2 separate regions of the Zea mays genome follow, and region 2 is linked to region 1. Evidence: chromatin contacts called from public Hi-C data. All regions are on one chromosome and are shown on one strand. Each heading gives the region's core, a stretch centred on a gene start, on an enhancer-like site or on the middle of the called end of the contact. The rest is flanking DNA. Distances are from core to core; before and after follow the strand shown.

Evidence for each region. Hi-C and Micro-C count contacts between places; a contact is called where the count stands out from the background.
Region 2: a Hi-C map of ear shows a contact between it and region 1, with 1.9 times the contacts expected there. The contact joins the promoter of LOC103643996 here to the promoter of LOC606468 in region 1. A contact is called at or near these places in 2 of 25 Hi-C or Micro-C datasets (ear and tassel).

What each region holds. Positions count from the first base shown.
Region 1 is chr1:281,719,006-281,726,648 of Zm-B73-REFERENCE-NAM-5.0, forward strand. LOC606468 (calmodulin-like protein 4) reads left to right here and starts at 1,674. Exons shown (of 4, transcript NM_001301445.2): 1 at 1,674-1,944; 2 at 3,325-3,482; 3 at 3,576-3,656; 4 at 3,748-4,147. The coding sequence starts at 1,872. The coding sequence ends at 3,900. It overlaps LOC100216638, which reads left to right. Exons shown (of 3, transcript NM_001143051.2): 3 at 185-729. The coding sequence ends at 481. LOC103643994 (ATP-sulfurylase 3, chloroplastic-like) reads right to left here. Exons shown (of 5, transcript NM_001301511.1): 2 at 6,293-6,698; 3 at 5,710-5,970; 4 at 5,416-5,502; 5 at 4,864-5,329. The coding sequence ends at 5,189.
Region 2 is chr1:281,862,094-281,868,873 of Zm-B73-REFERENCE-NAM-5.0, forward strand. LOC103643996 (stem-specific protein TSJT1) reads right to left here and starts at 1,516. Exons shown (of 4, transcript XM_008667180.4): 1 at 1,177-1,516. The coding sequence starts at 1,388.

The sequences.
Region 1 (7,643 bases), core at 424-2,923:
CTAGGCAAATATTCACTGATTTGAACCGGCGACCTGGTGACTCAGGGAGATAGCTCTTACCACTGCACCAGGACTGCCTTTCTAAGTGGTTCAAATAAACTAGATTTGAGTTTGTTGTTACGATGTTGCTCTGCAGAGTTTAGCTTTGATACACGATTGCTAATATTCACTGCTATGCTTTCAGTTCCCTGTTGGGCGTATCCACCGTCAGCTGAAGCAAAGGACTCAGGCAAATGGTCGCGTTGGTGCCACCGCAGCCGTCTACTCCGCTGCCATCCTGGAGTACTTGACTGCCGAGGTTCTGGAGCTGGCTGGGAATGCTAGCAAGGATCTGAAGGTGAAGCGTATCACCCCTCGCCATTTGCAGCTAGCCATTCGTGGAGACGAGGAGCTGGACACCCTCATCAAGGGCACCATCGCAGGCGGAGGTGTCATCCCGCACATTCACAAGTCCCTGATCAACAAGTCCTCCAAGGAGTGAAGACTAGGGGATGTGCATCTTTAGTTTAAACTAGACTTCTGTGCGCTCCTCGGCGAGTCCTTGTCATCCTGTAGGTTTTAGTTGAGCTGTCAGGTTGGAGCTCCTCTGTGTAACGCTTGCCTGGTACTGCTTCATCAGTTATTTGGTTATTGTGTTTGTGTTGAGTTGTTAACTTCAGGGGTGCAAACCTGGATGCTTATTTAGTTATGTGACTACTGCTATTCGGTTTATGTTGTGGTTTGTTTTTATTTTTACAATTTTTTCTAGCTGCAATTACACTTATAATATGATGTTGGTAGCCCTGTGGAGTGCTGGGGGGCTCAGATTTATCATCTGTGCTGGTTGGTTGCTTGAATGCGTGAGCAACCGTCTGTATTCTGCTACCTGCCTGCTGTGTGGTCATGGTTCCGTTTTGTTTTCTTTTTGGCTGTCGTAAGTTGCTCTGTGAGTGGATGACATTTATTAGAACCGCCGGGTTTCTTCTGGATGACGACGGCAAATAAAGCAGTCATCATCTATGTATTGAGCAGTTTTCCTAAGAATTCATTGGTATTCTTTCAGCACTATGAAAACTCCACTGACCACAAGTAATGACTTTTTCTTACTCCAGGGTGGTCTGGTATGGTGTTACAGCTACTGTAACCAAGGAGCGATGCTGCGCCATATATATCACGTCTTTTGAAATCAAATTACAGTATTCCAGCACCCCCTGACCAAACAAACAGGGTTCACCACAGAAGGCTGTTCGCTTCGCGGATTAAAGTCAGAACTATTGCGGTTGTAATCTATAGAGACAAAACACTGCAGAAACAATAAAAACTGGTACTAATTAAAATCAAGCAGATTAAAGATAGCTGTTCGGACTATTATGGTTGTAATCCGTAGAGACAAGAGACAAAACGAAGCCGATACGGATTAAAATCAAGCCAGCTGTTACTCTGTACTTGCATCTCGGAACATCTCTCCATGACCGCCTCTCGGCTCTCGCTGCCTCCTGCTGCAATTCACCTGCTGTTTATGGCGCCACAGTTCCAGCAAGGCCTTGCGTGGCACAAATGGTAGCGCCTTTTCTCTCAAGCCTCTGGCTGAACCGCTGTGCTGAGTCGGAGGCGCGGGCAAAGCGCCGGAAATGACTAGGAAAACCACGAGACCGCCGTGTTTTTTTCCCCCACAAAGGCCACCGTCCAGTCATCTTTATTCACTCGCCCTAGGTTTCCAATCACAGGATGCTTCCGCCCCGCTTCCCTCCCCTACTCCCCCACCTCTCCCACCCTTTTTATATCAGCTCGCTCCTCAGCACCAGCATACATACCTACTAGTCTACTACCCCTTCACCTACCTTCACCTGGCAACTGGCATTGGTCCCGTATAGTGCCTTGCTGTCAGTTGCATGGACGGGCTGACGGACGAGCAGAGGCTCGCGTTCCAGGAGGCCTTCTCGCTCTTCGACAAGAACGGCGACGGTATCTCTATCTCTCCTACCGTCTTCTCTCGCCATGGCTGATGGCTTAGCTACTAGCTTGCTTTTTATTTGATTTTTGTGCTTGTTCTTCAGATCGTACGTTTCTTTTGTTTTCCCTTGCCTAGTTATTAGACTTGTAGTTGCTGGGTTTTGGAAGCAATGCTACTCTTCTGCATGTCAGCATGTGGTAGGCTTACGCGGCACATGTCATATCCATTGTTCTTCACAGTTCTTGATTAGTAAGATATTAACCAGAATTTTTACCGCATCCCTATAGTTGAGTACTTGAGTTGAGTCCGGGCTTTTTTCTAGTACAAAGGAGAAAAATTGTCAATAGAGAGCAATCGGTTCTAACCTCAATCATCAGACCTTGTTTGGATTTCCTTATATCTAACCAAAATTCTTTTAGCTACTATCTAGTAGTCCGGGCCTTTTATTTTGCGGCGAGATGCTTCCTTGAAAGTTCTTTTAGCTACTATCTATTAGTGGTGACAGAAATGTGTTGTATTACTACTACCAACTCTTTTAGCTCCTTGTAGTCAAAGGACCTTTCTGGCTGTGACAGAAAAAAAGGGTTTGCTATTGGCTCCGTTTTGCTTTCCACAAAGGTCTTAAATATTTCCTGTGAGTAATCCCCGTCACGTCTTTGGAAACTATATTTTGTGATGCTTCCGGTTGAAGTGTTGATATTATGGGTCATTTGCTTCATGACCCGCACATATTTAAGTAGCGAATCATACTCTAGCTTTAGAGTCTATTTGGTTGGGATTATAATCCCAAACAAATTATATAATCTAATTTATTTTTAAACTATTTTTTTTTAAAATAAGTTAGATTATATAATATGAGCAGATCACAATCTCCCAACAACTCCTTAGAGCATTTCTCGGGGACTTTTTATTTTAGCTCTTTACTTAACTCTTTATTTATTTTTTCATAAAGGTTATATTTTATATGTAACATCTCATCTCGATAAACTATCTATCTATCTAGTTTAGCTAGTTAGATTGGCTAGACAAGTTTGGCTAGTAAGGGAGCTAATTTGGAAAGTCGGATAACTTGACGAGTCAGATGACCAGTCTCTTAGATAGTTATTTTGATGTTGAGTAGCCAAAAGTTGACTTGACGAACTATTTTGGAGATGCTTTTATACCTGTTTTAGGGGGGGGCGCTCTCCGGCTTCAAAACGGTTTTGACTAAAAAAAAACCCGTGAGAAAATCGAAAAAATTCTGACCAACCTTTCCACTCGTCGTCTTGCATTGGACTCCTGACCCCACGCTTGGATCTCTGCTGAGACCTGTGTGCGTAGCGTAGTGCAATCACAGGCTTTTCTTTTCTACGAGTAGTTGACAGGTGGAATGTAAACTTTGCCAAGTGTAGGATGCATCACCATGGAAGAGCTGGCCGCAGTCACCCGTTCCCTCGGTCTCGACCCGAGCGATCAGGAGCTCAATGATATGATGAGCGAGGTCGATACGGACGGCAATGGGATCATCGATTTCCAGGAGTTCTTAAGCCTCATTGCCCGGAAGATGAAGGCGAGTCTCTCTCTCATTTGTCTATCACGAATACTCCCGAAATTAACCATCGCAGTCCGAAAGTTGACAGCACACCTGCTTCGTTGCTTGCAGGATGGCGACGGCGACGAAGAGCTCAAGGAAGCCTTTGAGGTCCTGGACAAAGACCAGAACGGCTTCATCTCCCCGGTTGAGGTAGTCTCTTTGTGCCTCGGCAACCTCGGACCATGCTAGCTAGCTGTTTCCATTCATCCTTGCTTTCGTGTTGGTGACTTGGTGTGTGAAGCTGAGGACGGTGATGACCAGTCTCGGGGAGAAGATGACCGACGAGGAGGTTGAACAGATGATCAGGGAAGCAGACACCGACGGTGACGGTCAGGTGAACTACGATGAGTTCGTTCTCATGATGAAGAACGCTGAGCGGAAAATATCTGGGTGAAGGGCGCGATGTGGTGTGGAACTAGTAGTCGTCTTGGTTGGATTCTTCTGTCAGAAATCTACTACTGTAAATTGCAATTGTATGCTTAGTACTATGATCGTGTTATTCGAAGTGTTGGAGGTTGGAAAAGTGATCTCACGCTCATTAACGGGTGGCCAACGGCCTTATGTATACGATGAATATTTAGATAGGTGGCTTTTATTTTGTTACGATAAATAGCAGGAGGAAGATCCATTGACGACCTCTACTAGGTTTACCGACAGCGAACTACCATGAAAATTACAGTTAGTCTCCAGACCCCAGTCCACTAATGTGTCCAACGTCAATTAGATTGCAAATCCTATATGGTAAACTCTACTGTTGTGGCATCAAGAGCCTGCTAATCTAGTTCGTAAAACGCTAAGATATGGATTAGGCCTTGACTTGCGTTGATTTTGACGTCAAATTTAAACAATTAGTACCCCAATCGGGGAACATTGGTGCAATCATGCAATTAAGCAATCTGTTGCATTCAATCAAAATTCAACGGTCACTGCTATTTTAGGGGGAAGAAGTTAAATATAAAATAGCTATATGTTTCAGTTGAAATGAGTTAAATATAATATAATAGTCACTATTGAATTTTGATTAAATACACCAGATTGTTTAATTACATGGTTACACCAATATAATTGATTGCACATGATATACTCCTTCATTGATGATTGTATTTATGTTAAGAATCTATGTTGTCTTTTCTAGTCATTTCAGCGCTCAGCCATTTTAATTTCTTCTGAATCATGAATGGTTCCTCTTTGTTTCTGCAATCTAACATTATAGCTCTCGCAAGTAGTGAATTCAATACCAAATGTGAAGTCGTCCCTAAAAGGTTGCGGCTTTCAAAAGATTCAAATCATGAGGTGAACCCAATAACTTATGCTCATTGATAATAGCACACAAAAAGGTTGATGCTTAAAGAGAACTAGTGATAAAACTGTTCATCACTACGAGCCCGGACGGCAGAGGTCAGCTTTATAATTATATATCACCACAATGTATATATGTACAATCTGGCAGAGGATACATAGCCTGTCCTTATTAACACCAAACGTTTGATGTGCTCCAGTGCATGTGCAACACTGCCAGCAGAGAAGGTACACCGGGTACAAAGCACACATTAACATCCGAATCAAGCCTAGTGTTTTACAGTCTTACAGCCAGTATACAATCATATAGCATCGGTTCTATGTCGCAAAGAACCGCTTGCTAAGATATAGTAGCATTCCTTATATGAAGGATTTTCCAGATTTTAGGCTGCAATTGGTTCACGCAGCTTGCTGCTGCCCTCAGATGGCACCAAGCTGTCATAGTATTCAACGAGTACCTTCCAGCCACCCGGGCACATAAAACCATCTGGGGGACTCTCTCGGTTCTTGGCAAGAGTGCGCATCTGAATAAGGCGTGATTTGTTAGGGTTTGGCTACAGAGGATTGGTGCTGAAATTTACAATGTCACACAGCAACTGTGAAAACTTACCTTTGTGCCAGAGATGAACAGGAAATCATCTTTCCTTGATGGATCAAAGAAATCCATTTTCTTTTGCTTTGTGTCATACGCAGCCACCTGAACCAAAGTAAGAGCCAAGGAAAATATCAAGGGAACAGAAAAAACAATAAATGTTTATCTTTTCTTGATTAATTAAAATGATATACTTGGCATCAAGATTGACATGTGTAAAGATGTGCAGCAAAATGTTAATTGCAATATGTTGTTTTCTACTCACTGCATATGCATGGAAAGAAAAAAATCTGGTCAGATAGGATGACATACCTTGAAAGGAAGGATGTTGAGCCTCTCAAGGCCAGGAGCCATGCTCAAAACCTTCTTTCCGTGATCAGCATCATAGAGGTCCCTTTTCTCTGTGGGGTGGCTCATACCAGCAGGATCCCTTCCAACGATATAGAAGTTTGCACCAGCATTAATACGAGCCTTAGCATGCCATTGAACCTCAGTTGGCCCAGCATAATGCATAGGAGAGGGGAAGATCGCAACAACAGTTGATTCTGGGTTGAGGACACCTTCCTCAAGAACCTGGTAGAAATCAACAGTGTTAGAACAGTACAGAAGTTGAACATAGTGTAGTGGTGCCATCAAAACACCTATTTCATTACAGGAATAGCCATCACTCAATTCTTACTAGAGTTTTAGGTAATTGTTGTCCTATAGTCTAAGTGATATTTTTACTGGAATTTAGATTTGGGTACACTTTTCTAGGGTATAACTGCTGCTGTAGACAACAAAATTTTGCAATGCTGACATAGCAGATCCCATCAAAACAAGATGTTTAGTTCAAGGACATGGAACCCAATTATTCTGAGATGAAAGGGAAGAGTAGAACTATCCAGCTGGATACCTTCTCATGTTGCTTCATTCTCCAACTAAGAGGCACATCATCTGCTTTTGTGAATCCTCCCAGTGGATGGAGCAGAAGAACAGGGTTTTTATAACCCATCTCAAGGAGGCGTTTGCGTGTGTCGGTCATAAGTAGAGCATGCCCATTGTGTACTGGATTGCGAAGCTGAAAGGCAAATACTGCATCAGCATTGCGCCTGGCAAACTCTTCACGCAGCTGTGCTGGAGACAGGCGATACTGATCTAGACCATCATTGTACTTGATTGGTTCTATAATCTCCAAGTCCCCACCAATCAACCAGTCACCAGCATTGGTAATTGCCTCCTCAACATAAGGTAATCCAGGTGCAGTTGTCCCCCATGTCCGTGCTATTCTTTCTTCCTTATTATGCTTATAGATCTCAATGCTGCAGAAGAGAGGAAAGATCATTAGGTTTGCTAAGATTGTGGTGTTGTAACTTTCCCTTCCTCTTAATGAACTGCATGCTCAGGCACATTCATGAAAAGGAAAGGGTGTTACAGCAGGGAGTGAAAATATAAATCTTACACACACTTGTGTCATATCAACAAGTTATTCGATACATTTAACAATATCATCATTATTTTCATTAGCAATCAGATAAGTATCTACAACAAAGCTTGTGTTTTCGTGACTTGAGATTACAGAGCCAGAGAAGTACATGGTTGACGTTACACACATTTGATAACTACACCTGTAAAACTGGCATTCTATTTCCCTATTCTCCTTTCCAATGATTTGACACCTTTAGTAGTATGTGAACAAGAATGAAATAAAATTATTGGCATGACATGTGAGGATATTATCACACCACACTTCTAAATGAATATACCTACAATACTGGGACACGACGAAAACGTGAAACATAACGTTAGTGACATGTAAGGATATTATCATGTGACACTCTTAAATGAATATACCTACAATAATGGGACGTGGCGAAAATGTGAAACACAATATCTACTAGCGCAAGTGATCTAAGATTTAGAATAATACAGTGAGTCCGAGGGCATGTCTATTGGCCTACACCAACTACGACTCCACTGATAACGACCAACACATACTGATATCTTGATATAGTATGACGCTACTTCTCGTTGTAATACTAGAACTGACAAAAGAGGAAACCATGTCCTATAAAAAAATGTTGACCATCAAGATTACTACTTGATAGAAATTTCACCTCAGAACAGTTAGCTCTACGTTACCAGTTATGTATCCTTCAGTAAATTACTGGTAACAGAATCAGTCCTAACATAGTAGTATAGTACACATTGTTGAGATGTCATGCTCTGCACCTGATGAAAGAGGGAAGATATGCACGTTCTGAATC
Region 2 (6,780 bases), core at 266-2,765, 140 kb after region 1:
AGATGGCAGTGGGTAAGGTACCCAGTGGGCACACAAAGCCATACCCATACCCACTAGGAAAAAATTGACCCATACCCATACCCACTACCCATCATGGGTACAAAATTACGCCATACCCATACCCACCATGGGTAGCGGGTATCCATCGGGTACCCATACCCATTAACATTACGATAGACATGATCATTTGAATCACAAAAATAAGTATCGGCATAACAAATGTATCGAACCCAACATAATTTTATCACAGGTTCAACGATATTCAACATTAAATGGCAATATCATGCCTTCAAATCACACAAAACATAGCATTGATTCTACAAAACTGTGGACAAAATCATGCCTTCAAATCTAATTGTTCAATACACAATACTTAATATTTGAATATATAAGACTTCATTTTATATGAGACATATAAATCCGGACCCACGTGTCATATATTAGCGGGTTCCCCATCGGGTAGCGGGTATGGGGCAACAGAGAACATACCCACGCCCACCGTACCCGATGAGCATAACAAATGACCCAATAAAATACCCATGGGTATCAAAATCCGCCATACCCGTGCCCTAATAGGGTTTTTACCCATCGGGTTTCGGGTTTCGGGTACCCATTGCCATCCCTACAACTTACAGAGAACTCGACTGATCAAGCAGTTTATAGTCATGAACCAACACTACATCTAACAGCCTATGTTCAAATTCGTACAGCGCACAGCGTTCATCACAAACGTGTGCTGGTTCATGAAAAAAAATTGCGAACGTGCTGACTCTACAAACTTTTGGAGCAGATCTAGACACAACTAGCTAGAAGAGCATGACCAACAACTAAGCCACAAAAATAACGACCCAAGTTTATACCCATATGACTAAGACCATCACGAAAACAAACCTTCTGTACACAAAACGCAAGAAATATCTCCTCAAATCGGCGTGGAAAGCATCCGCAGCACTGGTCGAAGCCTAAGCCGTTCGCTATCCCCAATAAACTAAAGAAAAAAGGGGAAGATCTCCACAGATCGTTCCAATCCAACCTCCAGTAAGTGATCACATCACCGAACCTCAGCCGAAGCACACGAACGAACACGAACCAAACCATTTTCGCATCACGCGGAGGCGTCACGAGCACATATTCGGCAAAGCCAGCGAGCACGGGCCGGAGAGGAGAGCACAGCACCTTGGCACGAGGGGGCTCTGGTTGGCCGCCGAGTAGGCCAGCGCGCCGGAGGGGCCCAGGCTGACGGTGACGGCGCCGTCGTGCGAGTCGGAGAAGCCCTTCATCAGCGCGCCCGCGCCGGCCCCGCCTGCTCCAGCGGCCGCCCCGGCGACCGGGGGGCTGCGGAGACCCTCCGGGCACTTGGCCACCGTGGGATCGAACACCGCCAGCATCTCGCCGCCGTCCGATGCGCCCTCTCCGTCTCCCCTCCCCTCGCTTTCCGTGCGCTGTCCTGTTGCGCTAGTCTCCCACTCTCCCTTGTCTGTTGCTACGGCACGGAAACTCTGAATGCCACAAGCCCCCACAAGTCAACTATATAGACTCTTTTTCGTTTCCCATTTTGCCCTTTGGTCGGTCCGTAGGATCTTTTAACAAACATTTTTTTTCCTGACCAGATAGAGACATCTTTACGATTACTTATTTTCGGAATGGAATATTTAGATGCAAGATCAAGACGAATCGTAGTCTATGAATAGTTTGGGAAGTTTCTTGTTTATCCAGATGTAGTTTTATTTTTAATATTTCACCACGCGCGAAAAAGGGTAAAATGACCTCGCAAACCCTGCTCAGTTTGAGCTAACAGATGAAAATGGTCATGTCCCTCAATAAAGATAGATGGCATTTAGGAATGATAATGGATCACAATCAAGATATTCATGATTCATTTAAGTCTTAATAAAGTTTAGTTTAAAATAAATAGAATTAGTGCCTGATCTAAATACGATCTAATTTTGAAATTTTATAGTATAAAATTTAGAACTTATTATCCTCTCCAACTATATCTAGCCTATGATCAAATTCTCTTGCTATTCAACCAGAGAGATCGCAGTGTATGTGCGTGTTTTTTTATATATTTTCATCACGCGGGGTATGAATCGTAGCATCCAGGGGATACAGCTGCCATTTTATTCTGTTTCAGAAAGCAGCTGTAGGATTATTCGCTTTTTCACCTGATTCATAAGCCACTAAAATTCAGAAGATGTCACGGGAGATTCGATTCGGGCGAGTTGGGTCTAGAGGAATCTGGATAAGCAATATCCTTATCCAGTTTACGTTCAGCATTCCACCGCACGCTGACGTGTAGAAGTGTATATAGGACTGCGGATTATCAGCTGTGCAACTTTTTATAATAAGCACATGCAGACTGATCATGCCCTCTCACCAATCCGTAAAGCCCGGTTGTCGGTTGAAGCGATGCTTTCAACACCTGGCCATCGCACCTCGTGACTCTCTACTTCTCTAGTCTCTGCTACCTGTCCGGCTCCAGCTGATAAGCACTGATGGTGCGATTAGAGAAAGTATACATGTTTATTTGGCTTTAATCTATACCAGTCTCTACTGCTTCTAAAATATTTTTGTCTATATGAATTGCAGCAGCAGCAGTCTAAACAGCTGACTTTAATCTGAGGCTTCAAAAAATTTCATGAGAGACAAGTGAATTATGTATTAATTATGAAGGACTAACCATTATACATGTAAGCTATAAGATAAGCTATAAAGATTCTTATAGCTAAAAATTGGCTATATTATTAACCTTACTTTTAGAGAAGTCACAACCCAAAAACTATTAAGTGTTTTTCATAGCTATCACCCTACTAAGAAATCACTTAAAGAAACTATAAGTTCTAACACTAATTTTTTTGTTGTGGTGACGTAATAAATGTGGATGTGACGGTGCGACCAATGAGCTAAGTGTGGGTAGCGGTGGAAACGAGCCGAGCCGAGCTTGGTTCGATTCGCTATGGCTCGGTCAAGTAACGAGTCGAGCTCTTCTTTGGCGAGCCTAAAAAGTAGGCTCGACTCGTTGCTGCTCGCGAGCCGGCTCGTCGAGCCAACGAGCTTGACCATAAACGTGAACTCGTCCTCCAAATTATAATACAAAATCTTAAAAAATAATTTAAGTAACATGTGCTAAATTAGTAAAATAAATACATTACTAATACAATATAGAAAATAGATTACTTTTATATAGTAATTTTAAATAACATAAACTAATCGTCTATTTGGTATTGACACTATATCCTAATTAGAATTTTACGTAACAAATTTTTGTTGGATCGAGCCACGAGCCAGCTCGTGAGCCCCAGCGAATCGAGCTGAGCTGACTCGCTCTTTTTTAGAGTCACAGAAACAGGCTCGGCTCGGGCTGGGGCTCGTTCTAAGCGTCGAGCCGCTGCGAGTCCGAGCCGGCTCATCGAGCTCGAGCTTTTTTTCCAGGCTGTAGGAAACGGTGACGACTAAGAGGGGTGAATTAGGACTTTTAAAAACTCTTTCTAAACTAGGCCACAAATAAATCCCTAGAGCAAAACTATACAAATAATTGAATTAGAATGTGCAAACTAGGTTTGTCTAAGTGTTGCTATCTATACCGCAAAGGCTAAGTTTCAATCTAAATAATCTATCAAGAAGACAACTTTGAAACTCAAATACTTAATGTAAATGTGGAAGATGAAGAGCAAGGTAAAGATGCAAACTCTCGTGGATGACGCCTGTATTTTACCGAGGTATCCGGAACCACGCAAGGTCCCGACTAATTCTCGTTGATGCCCCTACGCAAAGGGAAGACCACGCAAGGGCCAAGCACCTCGGCCGAGTAACTCCGTAGAGAGTCACGGGCTTTCTCCATGCGCAAGAGGTGTTCCGCTTTCGGCTCCTCTCGGACTGAAAGTCGCCTAGAGGGGGTGAATAGACGAAACCTGAAATTTATAACTCTAAACACACACTACAAGCCAGGGTTAGCGTTAGATTTAAATTCAAGTCCGAAAGAGAGGTAAAACCAATCAACCAAGAAATAAGGCGAGTGAACACGGTGATTTGTTTTACCGAGGTTCGGTTCCAAAGAACCTAGTCCCCGTTGAGGAGGTCACAAAGACCGGGTCTATTTCAACTCTTTCCCTCTCTCAAACGGTCACTTAGACCGAGTGAGCCTTCTTCCTTAATCTCACGGGTCACTAAGACCCCGCAAGGACCACCACACACTTGGTGTCTCTTGCATTGCTTACAAAGCACTTGAGAATAAGAATAGGAAAAGAAGAAAGGCAATCCAAACGACAAGAGCGCAAATGAACACAAAAATCTCTCTCACACAAGCCACTAAGTGTTTGGAATGAATTTAGGACTTGGAAGAGATTTGATCTTTTGTATTGTGTCTTGGAATGAATGCTAGAGCTCTTGTATTGAATGTGATCCTCAGAAAACTTGGATGCCAAAGGTTGTAAAGGTTGGGGGTATTTATAACCCCCAACCACTTGGGTAGCCGTTGGAAAGGCTGCTGGCGATGGGCGCACCGGACAGTCCGGTGCGCCACCGGACAGTCCGGTGCGCCACCGGACAGGCACTGTGCATTGTCTGGTGCCCCACCACGTCACCCAACCGTTAGGGTTCGGAGCGAAGTCGACCGTTGGAGCTTTGTCCTCTTGCGGCACCGGACAGTCTGGTGCCCCTCTGACTTCCTGCTCTGACTTCTACCGCGGCACTGTAGCTCACTGTAGCACTTTGCAGAGTCGACCATTGGCGCTGGATAACCGTTGCCCGCTGACTCACCGGACAGTCCGATGGCACACCGGACAGTCCATTGAATTATAGCAGAGCGTGCCTTCATTTTCCCGAGAGTGGCTGGTTGACACCTATACAGTCCTGGTGCACCGGACACTGTCCGGTAGCACACCGGACAGTCCGGTGCGTCATTCTACAGCACACTCAAGTCCTTTGCTCCGTTTCAAATAGAGTCCCTAACTTGAATTTTTTATTGGTTTGTGTTGAACCTTATGCACCTGTAACACATGAGTTCTAGACAAAGTAGTTAGACCATGTGTTTGTGTTGACTATCAACCACCAAAAATTAGTTATAGGAAATGGTTAACCCAATTTCCCTTTCACGGACGCTCCCCGCCGTCTCCATTATCGAGCTTCCGGTCAAAAACGCCACGAGCCTCGTTTCCTCCGGTACATAGTGGCGGTCGTGACACAAATGCGGTTGTCACGGTCTCGCAAGACTCTCGCCCCACTCAGTACAATGACAATGGTTCACACAAGAGCCGAGGGGTTGTGTGGTTTTATTAAACTCACTCACTAACTAGGATTCACCTATAGCAAGCGCATAAGCGGTCTAACTAACCTAAACACTTCGCAAAGCACCTACGCTAATCACTGAGTGATTCTATTAAGCACTTGAGTGTTTGAGCACTTGGAAATGTCAATAATATGCCTTGGTGTGTTGCTTGGGCTCCCACACCTCCAAATGGCCGGTTGGGGTATTTATAGCCTCCCCCACTAGGGGCGGACCCAGAGAAAAATAAGAGTGAGGGCACACTGAAAGGGAAATGGCTTCAAACATTACGTATAATCAATTTTGGTGTTTGACGACCATCACAAACCTTATGGACTAACTAGTTTGACTAGTTGATATTTTTCTCAGGTCCATAAAGTTCATATATGAAAGTCGCCTAGAGGGGGTGAATAGGCGAAACCTGAAATTTATAAATTTAAACTCGCACTAAGGCAGGGGTTAGCGTTAGAATTAAAACGGAGTTCGAAAGATAGTTCTCCTTGCTTAGAGTTGCTCTATTAATGCGGATAACGTTTGGGAGAAAACTCAAATCAATATTAGCAAGGAAACTTTAGAGAGAGGAAAGAGGGGAAACAAATCAAGTCAAAATCAACAAGTGAACACGGTGATTTGTTTTACCGAGGTTTGGTTCCAAAGAACCTAGTCCCCATTGAGGAGGCCACAAAGGTCGGGTCTATTCCAACCCTTTCCCTCTCTCAATCAGTCACACAGGCCGGTCGAGGCTTCTCCTTAATCACTTGGGTCACTAAGACCCCGCAAGGATCACCACACACTTAGGTGTCTCTTGCTAGCTTTACAAAGCACTTATAAGAATAAGAATAGAGAAGGAGAAAGCAATCCAAGCAACAAGCGCAACAAAAGAACACAAAACACACTGTCTCAAGTCACTAAGCACTTGAGTTGATTTTGAGGCTTGGAGAGGATTTGATCTTTGGAATGTGTCTTGGAGTGAATGCTATTGCTCTTGTATTGAATGTGAACTTCAGAAAAACTTGGATGGATTGAATGACGGTGATTGGGGGTATTTATAGCCTCCAACCACTTCCTAGCTGTTGGCTGAGTTTGCTGTCGATGGACACACCGGACAGTCCGGTGGCGCACCGGACATTGCACTGTTTACTGTCTGGTGCGTTCCACATCAGCACGTCGTTGGGGTTTGGAGCGGTTGACTGTTGGAACCCTTTTGTCCTATAGCTGCACCGGACAACTCGGTGCCACACCTTCTCTGCTCTGACTTCTGACGCGCATTGTTCACCTTTGGCAGTCGACCGTTGGCACAGGTTACCATTGCTCCGTTGGCTCACCGGATAGTCCGGTGAATTATAGCGGAGCTGAAAGTCGCCTAGAGGGGGGGTGAATAGGGCGAAACTGAAATTCTCAAAAATAATCACAACTACAAGCCGGGTTAGCGTTAGAAATATAATCGAGTCCGCGAGAGAGGGCGCAAAACAAATCGCAACCAAATGAAGAGTGTGACACGGGATTTGTTTTACCGA